3 separate regions of the Sus scrofa genome follow, and regions 1 and 2 are each linked to region 3. Evidence: chromatin contacts called from public Hi-C and promoter capture Hi-C data. All regions are on one chromosome and are shown on one strand. Each heading gives the region's core, a stretch centred on a gene start, on an enhancer-like site or on the middle of the called end of the contact. The rest is flanking DNA. Distances are from core to core; before and after follow the strand shown.

Region 1 (4,530 bases), core at 259-2,758, 630 kb after region 3:
CAGCTGCAGGGGTGAGGAAAAGGTTTGCTGCTGCTGCTGGAAAAATGCTGCCTTTGCTCCTCCCAGCTGGGGGTGGCAGCCCCTTCTTTATGGAGCTCATGTTCCTTCCTCATGGAGTGTTTCATTCTTTGTGAGCTGCAGGAGCACTGAGCAAGAGGGAGGGTTTGGTTTGGTTTGATTCCTTTACTGAGCTCAACGCCACTGGGCTTTTCAGAAGATACTCTTGAGTTTCGTTCACACCCCATTGGATTTCACTTCAACCTGAAAACTCACAGGGAAGGTCAGCTGAAACAACTGAGTTTGGTCAGCTCTCCCCTCAGGACCATAAATCACACTGCTGCCACAGAGGAAAAGAAGAGGTAGGCTGAGAAACGTGGCCTATCTGATTGTGTGTGTGTGTGTCTGTCTGTCTGTCTGTCTGGGGGTGGATCTGGGGTTGTAGGGGAGCATGTTGGAAAGGACAGGAATTTTCATTTCACACCTGCTTGGGTTTTCATTTTGAAAAGTTTCCATCATGGCACTTAGGTATGTTTCCTCAAAAGTAAATTCTGCCTGATGTGAATAGGCTGCCGATACAGGTCCAAATGAATAACAATAATAACCACTAAGATACACTTTATATGGGCCAAATACTGCAAGGGGCCTCACGTGGTGGAGGGGCTGATAAAGGCTACCTGTTAAGGTCCTTTCTGACGTGATGCTCCCTGGCGCTCTGGCAGGTCCAACTGGAAGAGAGAACCCCGACCTTCTTCCACCAGCATGGAAGCACCCCACTAGGGAATCGTCCTGTAGTCTTCCCCACTCTTGTTCTTCATGAGCATAAATCCCTTTAACATTAATGGGAGTTGCCCCCCCCATTAAGGGGGACATTGACTTCTAACTTATGAAAAGAGGCCTGGAAGACCCCACCTCCGCTGCCACCCCCCTTCTAGGAATCCTCTCCCACTGCTCTCCACTGGGGTGGCAAAGGCCTGGCAGCTACTTGCCCCAGTTTTGGCAGGTCTGCAATTCAGCATTTGGTTTGGTTTTTCAGATATTAAGTCATTTATAAAATAAAACTCACATGTTCTTCAGAATGTTCTTTTTTAAAGAGCTATCACAGCAGCTTGCTTTCTCCAGCCCCTCTGAATTCCTTTCTGGGTCCCTTGGATGAAAGGCCAATTCCAGTATATTATGGAGATGTGGCAGGTCTGAGGTCTGTTTGGTCTGCAAACCTTCAACAGAATTTTCTTTTTTTTCCAATCCCTGTCACAGGCTTAGAATAGTCTGATCCACATGGTCTGAAGCTGCTTTTTTTTTTTTCCTTTTGGTAATACCTGAATAAACAGCACTACTCCCCACCACCCCTCACCCACAAGTTAGGCAGAGCAGAGCAGTAGACCCAATCTGAGATAGAGACACCTGGCCAGGTTTTGGGTGATAAATGAAAAGAACTGTACGAAGACTCTGGGAGCGAATGCCTACTTGGGCACGAGAGAGCATGGTTTATCCTAAGAGCCCTGTGGGCGCCTAGCCCACACGGCCACAAACAGGAAGCGGCCAGGCTGGCTGTCCTAGAACAGAGGTGCTGAAAAGCAAGCCACGACGTAACCACAGCGTTACAGTGGAGAGAAAGCTAGCCAGAAAATGGTGAAGTTAAACAAAGGGGCAGGAAGAAAAAGGAGAGAAACAAAAGTGTTCCTCCCGAAGCAGAGCGAAAGAAGCCGCCCCAACTCAGTCCCCTCTCGCCATCTAGTGGCCATGATGTGTGACTGCCGTGCTGGCTGCTGCGGGGTGATCGTGGTGCCGCCGGAGATGGCTATCTCCTGGACTCAAGAGAAGACAGGCTCAGCAACATAAAGGTTAACTTAAGCCAAAATCACGACCAGCAGAGCAGACTCTTCGTGGAAGAGCGTGTTTGTTTAGATTCGAAATGCTGTGCGGTTAAAGAACAGCTGTGCATCTTGCTCAATCTGCCGGTTAAGGAAGATTGGTATTGGAAATTCCCCAGCCCTGAGCAATTTCTTTAAAAGGATTCACATGTGTAGAGCACATTTAAATCTCCCTCAGGAAAAGCCAGTTTTCTATTAATAAAGGCTATTTGTTACTTCTGTTCTCCAACACTATCCAGAAGCCAAATATTCTTAAGTTTTGGAGAGGAAGGATGATGTTACATGGATTTGTTGGCCAGAATCCACTCCTTGGTTGGGGGGACCCCAGGTCTTACCCCCATCTAATGATTAACTTTCTTTTGAAAAATACATAATGTAGGATCTAGCAATCTTTTCCTGCAAGATTTTCCCCTTTCCCAAATACAAAATATTTGAGGTTTCCAATAATAAAGTCTTAATACTAGTGTTCACTGATGAAGTAATACTATGAAATGTAGAGCTTTTCTGCTGTGAGAACTAAGATATTAGGAGTTAAATACAAAGGTACATAGTTAAACTTTTATATGAATACCCATATGTAACTGAATGATTGTTTGCCACAGACTTTGATATCTGTCCATGACCCAAATTGTTACATGTTTTAGATTCTAGGGTATAACAAAAAATATATACAACCTCTCAAAATTCTGCTTCTGCGTGCCTATATATACACAGAATAAACAATCATTGATCTAAGCCGTCATCTGCTTTCTCTAGGCTTCTCTGCATTCTTTCCTGATCACTATAAATGTATACATTTTTGACACTGACAAGTAAAGGTGCAGTCTAAATCTGTCCATACAGAGAATGTCCAATGTTTGTTCCACAGAATATCCACACAAAGTCTGTGAGGTTACTGGTCATTCTCGGGGTGATAATGTATGATCCTTTGTGAGAGGCAAGCTATACTCCACTTTGGAGCTGAAAGTCTAAGGGTTCTACAGAAACTTCCAGTTAGATGTATGGGCTTGCTCTGGGGCCAAAGACCTGGTGGTAATTGACTCCACTTGAAGCCTGACCTCCTGAGCACTTAGCACAGTATTGTCAGACAAGCTGTTTTGGCTCTGTCTGTACTAAATTCAAAGGGCTGATTCTTAGCTTTAGGAGTCAAATGAGCTCAAGGATAGCAATTACAGGGAAGACAATAGACCCTCACGCAGACAGGCAAGAAGGAAGATGTTAAGGAGTTTGGAAGTCGCTTAGGTTGAGAAAGTATTTCACTTTGTTTTGTGTTTTATTTCCCCTCAGATTTTCTTTTTTTCTCCCCATTTATTCACCCAGGGCCCAACCTTAGGAAATTAACTTGTGCAGGCAATGAAAAGTATTTATCTGTGCAGATGACATCGGATCCCTGTGGGCTCTTGGGTAGGAATCAGTTGGGAAAAGACCTCCTTTCTGAAGCAGCAATGCCTGCGATAGATGATTAGATTCATGTAGCATTTAATGTGGGTTCTCATAAATCTGTCTTCTAAAATTTCAGCCCCAAACTGGATGGTAATAGAATCTGCTACAGCACAAACCTTAAAATCAGCAGAGAGGTGAGTCACTCCCCCTCCCACTCTCATTCCCAGGTGCCCCAGGATCACGGATAATAATCAAAGTTAACAAGGAAGGCGCCCTCAGCAGCTTCTGCTGGGAATATGTCTGGAAGCACCAAGTTTCCTGTTACCACAGTAGACAGCTATCTAAAGCAGTGATGGAAACTTCATTGAGACAATATTCTAGAAGCCACAGGGAGAATAAGCCATGGAGAGGTGAGGAGCAAGAGTAAGGCACCTAGTAACAGCGAAAGAACTGAGTGGCAGAGTACCCAGAAAGCAGCCATAATGGCAGAGCTCTTAGGAAGGGAGCGACTGAGTTGTGCGGGTGTAGATGACACAATAATACAGCCACTCTAAATGACCTTTCACATCTCAGTTCAGCTGGCTGACAGGATGTACTGGCCACTCTCCGCCATTTCATTTTCCTTAACAATAACCCCATCACCTGAGCATCCTGGGTGTGTCTCCCATTCCTTAAAGGATGATTGTGATAAAACAAAATGAGCAAAATGTCATGTTTTTGTTCATGACCCTTGTCACCCACTTCTTAGAAATGATCCCAATTCAGAGTTCCCGTCGTGGCTCAGTGGTTAGTGAACCCAACTAGCATCCATGAGGATGCAGGTTCGATCCCTGGCCTCGCTCAGTGGGTCAAGGATCTTGTGTTGCCATGAGCTGTGGTGTAGGTCACAGACACGGCTCAGATCCCACGATGTTGCGGCTCTGGTGTATGTCAGTGGCTACAGCTCCTATTCGACCCCAGCATGGGAACCTCCCATATGCCATGAGTGCAACCCTAAAAAGACAAAAAAAAAAAAACAAAAAAAAAAAAAAAGGAAAAAAAAAAGAAAAAAAGAAAATGATCCCAACCTTCTATTAATTTGTCTCCATGGGGAGATGTTTAGCAGATTGTATTCTCCAAAGGTGCCCATAACAATATTTCTCATCACTTGTCCTTCTACAATATGACCTTGTCAGTCTTCTAGGAATGTGGGTGGGCTGGTGGCTGCTTCAATCAAGAGGACAGCAGAATTGATCTTTGTGTGGCTTCAAAGGTTAGGTGACAAATGACAAAGGAC
Region 2 (4,412 bases), core at 1,832-4,331, 510 kb before region 3:
GTTTAAAAGCCTCTTTCTATTTATTCCTTCTTAACTTGAAGTTCTATTAACTAACACAAGGCCAAAGCCTCAAGCAAAGAAGGCTATGTGTTTATATTTTAGGGACATAATAAGAGTTACCATAGGTGTAGGAGAAGATCAGCCATCCCCTTGAGAGTTGGGGGTAGGTAGACGGGCCTTGTTTGGAATGTCAGGAGAGTTTTGATTCTTCTGGCATTTGATGATAGGAGCCACACAGTGTGAGAGTCTGATAAAGGGTCAGAAAGGCCTAAATATAGGGAGCCTCATTCCATTTTCTCATAAATGTGGCAATAAAGATCTAATTGTAAGACAGCAGACCCAGAAGGAGAAGGAGGGAGAATGAGAGAAGACCGCTTCAGCTCCTTCATGTTTGGAAATTGTGTTTCTACTAAGTCCCCAGGACAGCATCGGCTGCCACCCAAGTGTTATTTGAATCTGTATGGCTGGGGGAATAACTCTGCCCCCCTTAAACTTTAAAGAAGCCATAACACAATGAGCAGACCAAGATTATGCCTTGTGAGTCTTAGAATGAAAGTGAAGCAGAGAGTGAGAGGCAGGAGTACATGTGACAGCAGGAGAAAGAAGGAGAGAGAGAGAGAGTTAGAGAAAAGCCAGGAGGTCTCAGGCCACAGGCAGCTGGGTGAGATGTGCCATTTACCTTGAAGTTTCTGGGTTTCGGCACCAAGTGACCTGAGAGAGACAGCAGTGAGGGACAGCTTGAAGGAGACCTACATCTCTGCTCAGGAATTTAATCTGGGTAGCCGGGGTGAAAATCCGGAATCCTATGCACTAGACTAGAGAGAGGCTAAAAGCAGAACCTTCCTGATTCTTACCCCCTGCTGAAAGCAAGAATGTTTCAAGGAGGCAAAGACTGTCAAAACAGGTAGAGAGTTGTTAGAAACACAGTAAGTACAACATGTGGGAGAGGACACAGAGAAGTCATCCATTTACCTAAGGCAGAAGCAAAGCAGTAATACACACCCAAAGGAGGAATGTGGGTGTGGGTGTCCCCCTAAATGAGGAGCATGCCAGAGAGGTGATGTAAATCACTTATATAATGCAGTTCTTCAAGGACTTTGTTTCCCTTTAGCCAATTCTCTTGTGTTATTTCTCATATCTGTCTGGACCCAGGGCCCTCCCATCTTGCCTTCACATCTTTTGGCCAAGAGGGATTCCAGATCAAAGTATTATGTGACGGTATCAGGATTTATTATGGCCTGGCACCCCCTCGTTTTTTTGACTCAGAGGGTCTTTTTGGGCATGTGAAGTTAGGGCCTCCTTCTCCCTGAGGATGGGAAGTATGGGACCTCCTGGTCTTTTGCCCAAGCAGGGCTGAGACACTCTCTGCTCTTGTCATTACCATTACTTCATGTGTCCACACAAGACAGAGTCCAGTTATTCTCTTTGCACCTGATGTGATTTCTATCTTAAAGTATAGAGATGTGGCTCTTCGTAAATGTCTATCCTGGAGCCCACCTAGGTCCTGCCTCAGTAATAGGGTAAAGGAAGGGAATATTTCCTTTAAGCAGGAATGGATGGAGGTACAAATCTAAGTCGTCAAGATAAAGAATGTTTTAGTGTAATATTGAAAATGAATATCAAAACATGCACAAGGAATGAAATATCAAAATTTTCAATAAAGAAATGGAGTCACCCTACATTTGCTTGTTCCTAAGAATCTTACAAAGGAAGCCTTCACAATGCAAAGGAAATTAGGGCAAATTCTACTGAGTTTATAAAATTCTTACTAGAGAAAACGAAAAACTCTGACCTACGAAATGTCCTCAATTTTGTGTACATGCCAACTCTTATTTCTAAGAAAAAATTCAAGGTGTGGTCCTGGGAGTGACAGTGCAGGCCTGGGAGTAAAAAATTACTTAAGACTGTCACAGAGTCATTAGAAAATGATCAAACATGGGAATTCCCTCAATTAAAAACAAGTAAGGAGTAATCTTGAAAATATAACTGGCTTTGCTTCCATTAAAGTTACAAATGTAAAAATGATATGAAATACCTGTATTAATGTAAAGAAAATAGAGGTTAAAGTTGATTAAAATACTATGTTTCAATATTAAGATATATCTTAATATTCTACACTTAATGTTTCAAATATTTTAACAAATACATTGTAAAAGTATAAAATATTAAAAACATTGAAGTGGAATAGAATATGAATTAAATAAAAGATAAAGTTAAGTAAAATGTAAATTATAAAATGAGGTGAGTTTGAATCATATTCCTACTTTTCAGTTCTTCAGTTCTTTCTCCTCCACTTTAAAGCTATAGCCTTGAAAGACACCACGAAGTCACAGGGCATCCAGGAGCACAGCTTCCCTGTCCTCTGGCCCCAGTGGTGACCACACCCCAACTCATTCCCAGGACAACCCCAACACTGCCCAGTCATCCCATTCCTGCTGCAACCCCCTTTCTCTGAGCTGTCCCTGCATTGCTCCAATCTGTAAAATCCACTATAATCTGGCTCTAATTCCCAGCCTCAGACCCGTCAGAAAAGAGATTCTTTCCTAAAAATGGCCTTGCTAAAGTTTCTGTGAGAAATTACAGCACAAAACTCAGGGGAAAGCCCAGAGAATGCCAAGGTTCCCCTCCCTTACCAGGCAAAAACGCCCCGGACCAATGTGAGACAAAAAAAATCCCTCAACACTCAGAACCAGAAAAGGAAGGTTTCAGGTGCCTTGGCGTCTTTTTACGTGCACGCTTAAATCAGTATAAACTTGCCTGGTGAGGAGAGGAGGACACTTTGCTCCACACTCCTGCAAACTGGGAAGTCGGTGATGTCCTAAGTCGCTCAGGAGTTCAGCGCACTATTAAAGGCAGCACCAAGTTGCTCAGGCCTCAGAGCCTTGGTTCTCCTGCTGCAGGGATCACTGAAGAGGTCAACTCCAGTCAGCCTTTATCCAACAAAGAACCTATCCTGTGCCCTCTTGAGGCCACCTACAGCAGCACTCTGTCTTACCACCCTGAGAAGCCACTTTGTGCTAATTGTTTAGGGGGTGTCCGCGCGCCCCCTGGCGGCCTTCCAGAGAACCACTGACATTCTCAATGGCCCAGATCTATTTGCTAGTGGCAGGAGTTCTGCTCCATCCCTGCTCACTCTCTTAGCCAGAACTTGTCTGGGATCCCTAGCCAAGAAAAGACAGAAATCTCCACATATTTGAAGAAGATGAAAAGGATCCCCTCTCTGACATGACTAAAGGACAGAACTGAATTCCAACTTCCTTGGAAAAGAGAGAATATCACGCAAATCCAGATGACTTAAGGGACGTGTTACCATCATCTTATGTTCCAGCAGATGGTCAACCTCCTCAAAACGGAGGGCAGCCGAACCGCTTGGAACAACGCCCTCCTTGATCAACTACTCTCTAGCCTTGATCACAGCCTGGAACAACTGGGGAAGCAAATGGAAGAAGACAATCTGGCTTGTCCCTCTTTGGCGATTGTTGTTCAAAGATATTTCCAAAGAATGCATGACTATCTGAAAGACAAGAAATACAGCCCCTGTGCCTGGGAGGTTGTCAGAGTGGAAATTAAAAGGTGCCTTTCCCTCATGTAAGAATCTTCAAAGAACTGTCAACAAATAAAAATATTTTTATAATTATGTCCCTCTCTAATCAATTGTGTTACTGTTTGCTTCGCTCTCCAAAGCATTCTCAACCCATGTTTCCTCACAAGCTGAGAAATTTCTCAAATCTCTGCTTTTACAAAATACATTTAGATAGAAAAATGCAACCTCTTTACTGGTATCAATAATTGCATAACATAATTAAAAAGATCTGGGGAAGTTTGGGAAGGTTATTTGCTATTTTCAACATATGAAGTTTCTTTCTTTTGGAAAGGACAGTCTGCTGTTAAAGATATTTGGCAGTTACCCTAATGCTAGGTAAAAAGAAAACTGTCAGGAATTTGATCCTAACAGAAATTTATCTTTCCTTCTTTTAAGAGCACCAAGCAGGCATTTGTGATCATGAGAAACTTTTGCTTTCCTCTCCTCCAGAGAGTGATTCAGGACAGGGGTACCCTGTCTTTTGTGGACTTTTACATCATTGACATGTGATCCCCAATTTGTCTTCCATTTGTCAATGAACTTCTAGTTTGGTGAACATATTGAGATTTGTGCAGAGTAGGGAGCCTGGAGAGGGCATGGAAGTTCCTGGCCCATTCCCCATACTTGGCCCTCAGCATCCTTTCCAGCTGGCTGATCCTGAGGTATAGTCTTTTATAATAAATCAATGATCTAGTAAGTGAGATGTTTCCCTAAGTCCTGTGAGCTGCTCTAGCAAATTACCACCACCCTGGGAGGGGGTCATGGGAACCTCTAATTTAGAGCTAGTCATTGTGAAACAGCACAACTCAGTCTGGGTCTTGAACCAAGG
Region 3 (4,687 bases), core at 298-2,797:
GCAATGACGGTGATCAGGAGTTAAAAACCAGTCCCAGACACCATTCCCATGCGTCCCTTTTTACACTTCATCAACCATTTTATTCGATATGATAATGTCAATTGCTTTTCTTTTCTGCTTCTCAAAAACTAACCCTATGGTGCCTCACAATATGCTAAGTACTACAGTATGAATTTTGGTAAGATAATTGCTTTTTGAAGAAATAAATGGTTTTTATCTCTCATCACTTCCATTTAATTTTTTTTTTTTGGAAAAAGTTTGTCTCAAAATTTATTTGCAAAATATTTTCTGTAATTAAATCGTCAAGAACCCAAAGGGTTGTTTCATGCTTGTTGTACTTCACCTAAAGTGCAAAGATCTTCAGGTATGATGGATAGAAAATTAATCTGCTGTTTTTTCTGTTTTGATTGCTTTTAATTAATAGTTTATTAGATTATGTTATAAATAATATATTGAAAGATTGACATAAATTCTTTTGCCCAAAAGTTGAATCTCAGTATTCAGGATTGCCTTTTCTTTTCCCTCCGGTCTTGGTCTTTTTTGTTTTAACGAGGTCACGTAAGGACGTCCGTGGAAGGGCTCCGTGCGCCATCTACTGACAGAATCTATTTTTCCAGGGTCTGGAGAAAGAATTACCCCTAAAGGTTTTTAAAAGCATTCTTTGAGAAAGGAGGAATAATGGGAAAAGAACCTTTCTTTGATCCCATGGTTTACTTGTGATTCCTGGAATAAATCTTATTCAGCAGACACATAATTCCGAAAGGAGACATTCTTCCCTCATTGCGAGTACAAGTTACAGAGAAAATTCCAAGACAGCCCGGTTGGTGTTGCTAGAAGTTAGCCAAGCCCTGAAGTCAACTCAAAGGAAGAATGGATTGTTGTTTTTTACCTGCGTGCTAAGCTAGACTCGTTGCCTCATGGTTGCCACCTTCCAGAAAGTGGCCTTATTAATGGCACATCCAGATAACAATCACTTTCCTATCTTACGACTCCAAAGGACTTCTAATTTGATTATTCTATCTAAAAATGCAATAATGCATAGCAAGTACGTCCACTCTTCACGTAGACCCTAACATACAGCTTGTCTATGTGTGTGTAAACTTAGTCCGTATACACACACAGACACACATACACCTAAAAAATATTATGCATATATGTACATGTGGGTCTAAGAAATCTAAGAGAAGTTTAAGCTTTTGGCCTTGGACTAAAATGTTTCTATCCTCAGCTGTTTTCTACATTACATGCTAAATCCAATAGAAGGGTGGGAGGAATTAGGGTCCTAAAGCAGAAGAGGTTTTCTTGGTTGTAACTGGGGGAGAGGAGAGCATCAGTTTTAGGGGTTCAACGCACTGAAGCCGGAGGCTTGGATTGTAAATTAAAATTGGTCCGAACCGGTCAGATCTGATTCCGATTAGCTCCCTGTGAGCAGCTGGGAGAACTGAAAAATTAACATTAAGGATCCCAGGTGCCCCGGCTAACCTCTTTCCCCCTATTGTGCTTGCTCCCTTTAATTCAATGGCCCATACAACTTGTTTTGGTGGTTTTAAGAAAAAGGAAAAGAAGAAAGCAAGAAAGTTGAGCCAAAAAATGCAAGACAGGGCAGATAAAGAAGGCAGGTAGAAGAGAATAAAGCCAAAGGAAAGACTGAGAAAGAAGGAGATGAGGGAAAAAGGGAAGAAAAGAAGAGCAAAAAAGGAATGTGGGCTATAGGAAGATGCAGGGATCTTTCTTTAACGAACCGAAGTTACAGCTATCTTTCACTTTCAAATCAATTGTCTAGATCTTATCCGTTTCCTTTGTAAAGGTTGTCTGCGCTGCTAAAGGAAGCTAGTTAGTACTCCTACTCCGCCCCACGCGTGGCTGCGCTGTTCTATCCCCCGCCACTGAGAGCAAGTTCAACCCAAGTGAGAAGCATCGCAGGAGCGCGACTTTGGGAACACTCCAGCGACTGGTTGTCACTCGGGAACCTAACAGGATTAATACCCGGAGATGGATTACGCTGTCTGTCACCAATTCGCCTAAAGATTATAATCCAATTTATGCCCATTACAGTCAGTATTAACTTTATCTGCTATTTTAAGACTCCCAGTTGTCCCTGGCGTTCTCAGAGGACAATCTTCCACGTTCTGATGCAACCCAGCAGGCTGTCAGGAGGGGCAACCTCCCCAAGAAAACAACTCCTAGCCTGGTCCCCGCGGGTCTGCACCCAGCAGCACTCCCAGGTATCTATCTCACCTTCACCTGGGCACTGCTTTGTTATGCCTTCCAGCCGGGGATTACCAACGCGGGAGGCGGTCCCTGGGAAGGAAATTGCCGTCTTGTTTCTCTGGCTTGTTCATTTTAAAATTGTCGATGGCGGTGCAGGAAGGGAGGGGGTGAGTGGATAGGGAAGGGGGCCAGGGAATTGTTGCCGGTTATAACTGTCTCAGCGATTGCTTTTAGACGCTTGTTTGCAGGATGGCATTTCTCTCGCTCTGTCTTTAAATAAGTTTGTTTGGGTGTAATTTCTTGCCGTTTCAGCACAAAACCATAAAAAGATGTGGTGGAAAGTAAAAGAAACCCCCTTCCCTTCCCCGAGCGTGCTAACTAACGCCAAAGACTTGATTTAACGCCCCTTCTCGGGAGGCTGGGGGCTCTAGGCAGTGGCTACATTCCAGCAGTTTTAATCCGTTTTTTATTGTAGGGCGAGAGGAGTTTACACAGGGGCTGGGATGGTTCCCCAGCTGGCTGCTCTCCCCACCCCAGCGTCCCCTCCCCGCCCTTCTCCCCACCCCCAGCAGGAACCTGTTACTTTAAGCGAGGCGTTCCAGTGTGGCGGTGCTGGCCGCCAGGGCTTCGGGAGGTGGCCGGTGATTGGCTCTTTCGAGCTCCCCCTTGCTTGCTCGCTCTGCCTCCCCGCGCGCTCCGCCCCGCCCGCGCGCCCTCCCTCCGCCCCTTGAGGCTCAGAGCCCCGGTGTCAGGCGCCACAGCGCATGCTCCGGAATCTCATCCTCCGGCCCTGGAGCTGCTGCTGCTGCTGCTGCTTTTGCTTTTAGGGCTGAGTGTAATAAGCGAGCGAGCGAGCAAGCGAACGCGGGGGGAAAAAGGCAGAGAATGTCCGCCATCTACCCTCCGCTCCTGGGCGCGCTCTCATTCATAGCAGCCTCTTCATGAATTACAGCTGAAGGGGGCGGGGGAGGGGGGTAGCACACAACACCCCAGCAAACCTCCGGGCCCCCAGGCATGGCTAGCTCGGTAAGTACATGCAAAAATAATAATAAAAGACTGCCCCCCCCCGCCTTTCCTCCCTCGCCCTGCGCCGCCGCCGCCGCCGCAGCCCAGACAGCGCCAGCGCTCCGCGGTCCTAATTAGAGAAAGGTTGGTACGGCTTGCAGGGAGCTGCTGCCTCTCCCTCAGCCTCCGCTCCCCTCCCTCTCCAACCCCCCCCCCCGGCGCGCGCGCACACACACACACATACACACTCACACACTAACACACACTCGCCCCTCCACCCTCCGCGCCTCCCTCCCTTCTCGCCTCTCTTTGCAATCGCAAGAAGCGCACTCTCGCTCACACGCGCGTACTCACACACACACACTAACACACGGTGGAAGGAGGCGAATAATAACTCAGCCATATTTCAGCCGCCGCCGCCGCCGGGAGCCGCGGGCACAGTCCGGCGACGCGGCGAGCAGCCTGGGCGGCCGCTACGATGGTGCGTTCTCCGCGGCGCGCGAGTGTGAGCTGGAGTCTGCGGGCTGACAGCGACGGGGCCGCACGCAACTTTGCCCCCGCTCTGGGCTGTCCGCAGTCGGGGCTCCGCGGCTGTCCGCCTGCCGCCCTGCCTTTCTGAATTTCATTTTTTGGGGGGAGGTGAGAGGTACTTTGGGGCCACTTTGGCTCTTGGAAGTGTGTTGCGGGGGCTCTGTTAGGCTGGCCTCGTCGATCGCGTGAGGCTTTTCGCTTGGGGGGGGGTGCGGGGTGCTTTAAGTTATGGATGCCTCGGAGTGTTTTCCTGAGGGGGTGTGTGTGTGTGTTTGTGTATGTGACGACGTCTCATTTTTGTTGTGCACAAACCCCGTGGTAAGAGCACGGGAGTTTGTGCCCGTCGGCAGAGGCTGCCTGTAGTTTCCATTCCGCCTGGCACAGCGCTCCACACTCACGCACACACACACGTACACAAAGACTTCCTCGGCGTGTGCCTGTCTCCGCGACACTTTCGGGGTGGGGGCTCGCCAGAACCCCCATCGAGGGTCCTGGCTACCTCCCCTTCCATGCCGGGAAACCGCCCCGGCATCTTCTCCTAATTGTCTTCTAATTTGTTTCTGATGTATTTGTTGTGCTCGCAGTGGCTGAGTGTGCTCGCTCTCTTCCCCCCGACCCCCGGACCCCCTTCCCGATCGTGGGTAACATTCCGTTACAAACATTCCGGGCGGCTTGGATGCGGGGGAGCCGGGGGCCGGGCCGGCTGGGTGGGGTGTATTTGGGGGTGTGGGGTGTGCGCGCCCACGCTCGTGAAACGTGGATGCAGAGGGCACCACCGTTTCCTTTTATGTGCCTCTCAAGAACGAGGAAAAAAAAATGTCAGGCGCAATGTTCAGTGTCGAACGGTCGCCTTCCTGTTGTTCACGGCTGTCTCTCCTCCCCGCTGCCCGCAGTGTGCCGTGCAGGTGAAGCTGGAGCTGGGGCACCGCGCCCAGGTGAG

What was found. Promoter capture Hi-C pulls out the DNA fragments that hold promoters and counts their contacts. Hi-C and Micro-C count contacts between places; a contact is called where the count stands out from the background.
Region 1: a contact with region 3 is called in a Hi-C map of skeletal muscle, with 8 times the contacts expected there. The contact joins the enhancer-like site here to the promoter of MLLT3 in region 3. A contact is called at or near these places in 2 of 5 promoter capture datasets (fetal skeletal muscle and liver), 11 of 47 Hi-C or Micro-C datasets (brain, embryonic fibroblasts, epiblast stem cells and 8 more) and 1 of 2 datasets of contacts at active chromatin or transcription factors (skeletal muscle).
Region 2: a contact with region 3 is called in a promoter capture Hi-C map of fetal liver, with 5 times the contacts expected there. The contact joins the promoter of LOC100155323 here to the promoter of MLLT3 in region 3. A contact is called at or near these places in 1 of 5 promoter capture datasets (fetal liver) and 5 of 47 Hi-C or Micro-C datasets (alveolar macrophages, embryonic fibroblasts, epiblast stem cells and 2 more).

The regions. Positions count from the first base shown.
Region 1 is chr1:202,950,488-202,955,017 of Sscrofa11.1, forward strand. No RefSeq gene overlaps it. Among named protein-coding and RNA genes, the nearest start is that of TRNAD-GUC, 81 kb to the right of the region's middle. Within about 2 kb of position 1,509, at least 24 of the 83 cell types and tissues checked have an H3K27ac peak or open chromatin away from gene starts, as enhancers often do. A contact at or near this core is called in epiblast stem cells, omental adipose tissue and skeletal muscle, where this site is marked.
Region 2 is chr1:201,801,798-201,806,209 of Sscrofa11.1, forward strand. It overlaps LOC100155323 (interferon omega-1), which reads left to right and starts at 3,082. Exons shown (of 2, transcript XM_003353506.3): 1 at 3,082-3,113; 2 at 3,115-3,592. The coding sequence starts at 3,082. The coding sequence ends at 3,592.
Region 3 is chr1:202,315,911-202,320,597 of Sscrofa11.1, forward strand. MLLT3 (protein AF-9) reads left to right here and starts at 1,548. Exons shown (of 11, transcript XM_013993522.2): 1 at 1,548-2,225; 2 at 4,641-4,687. The coding sequence starts at 2,043.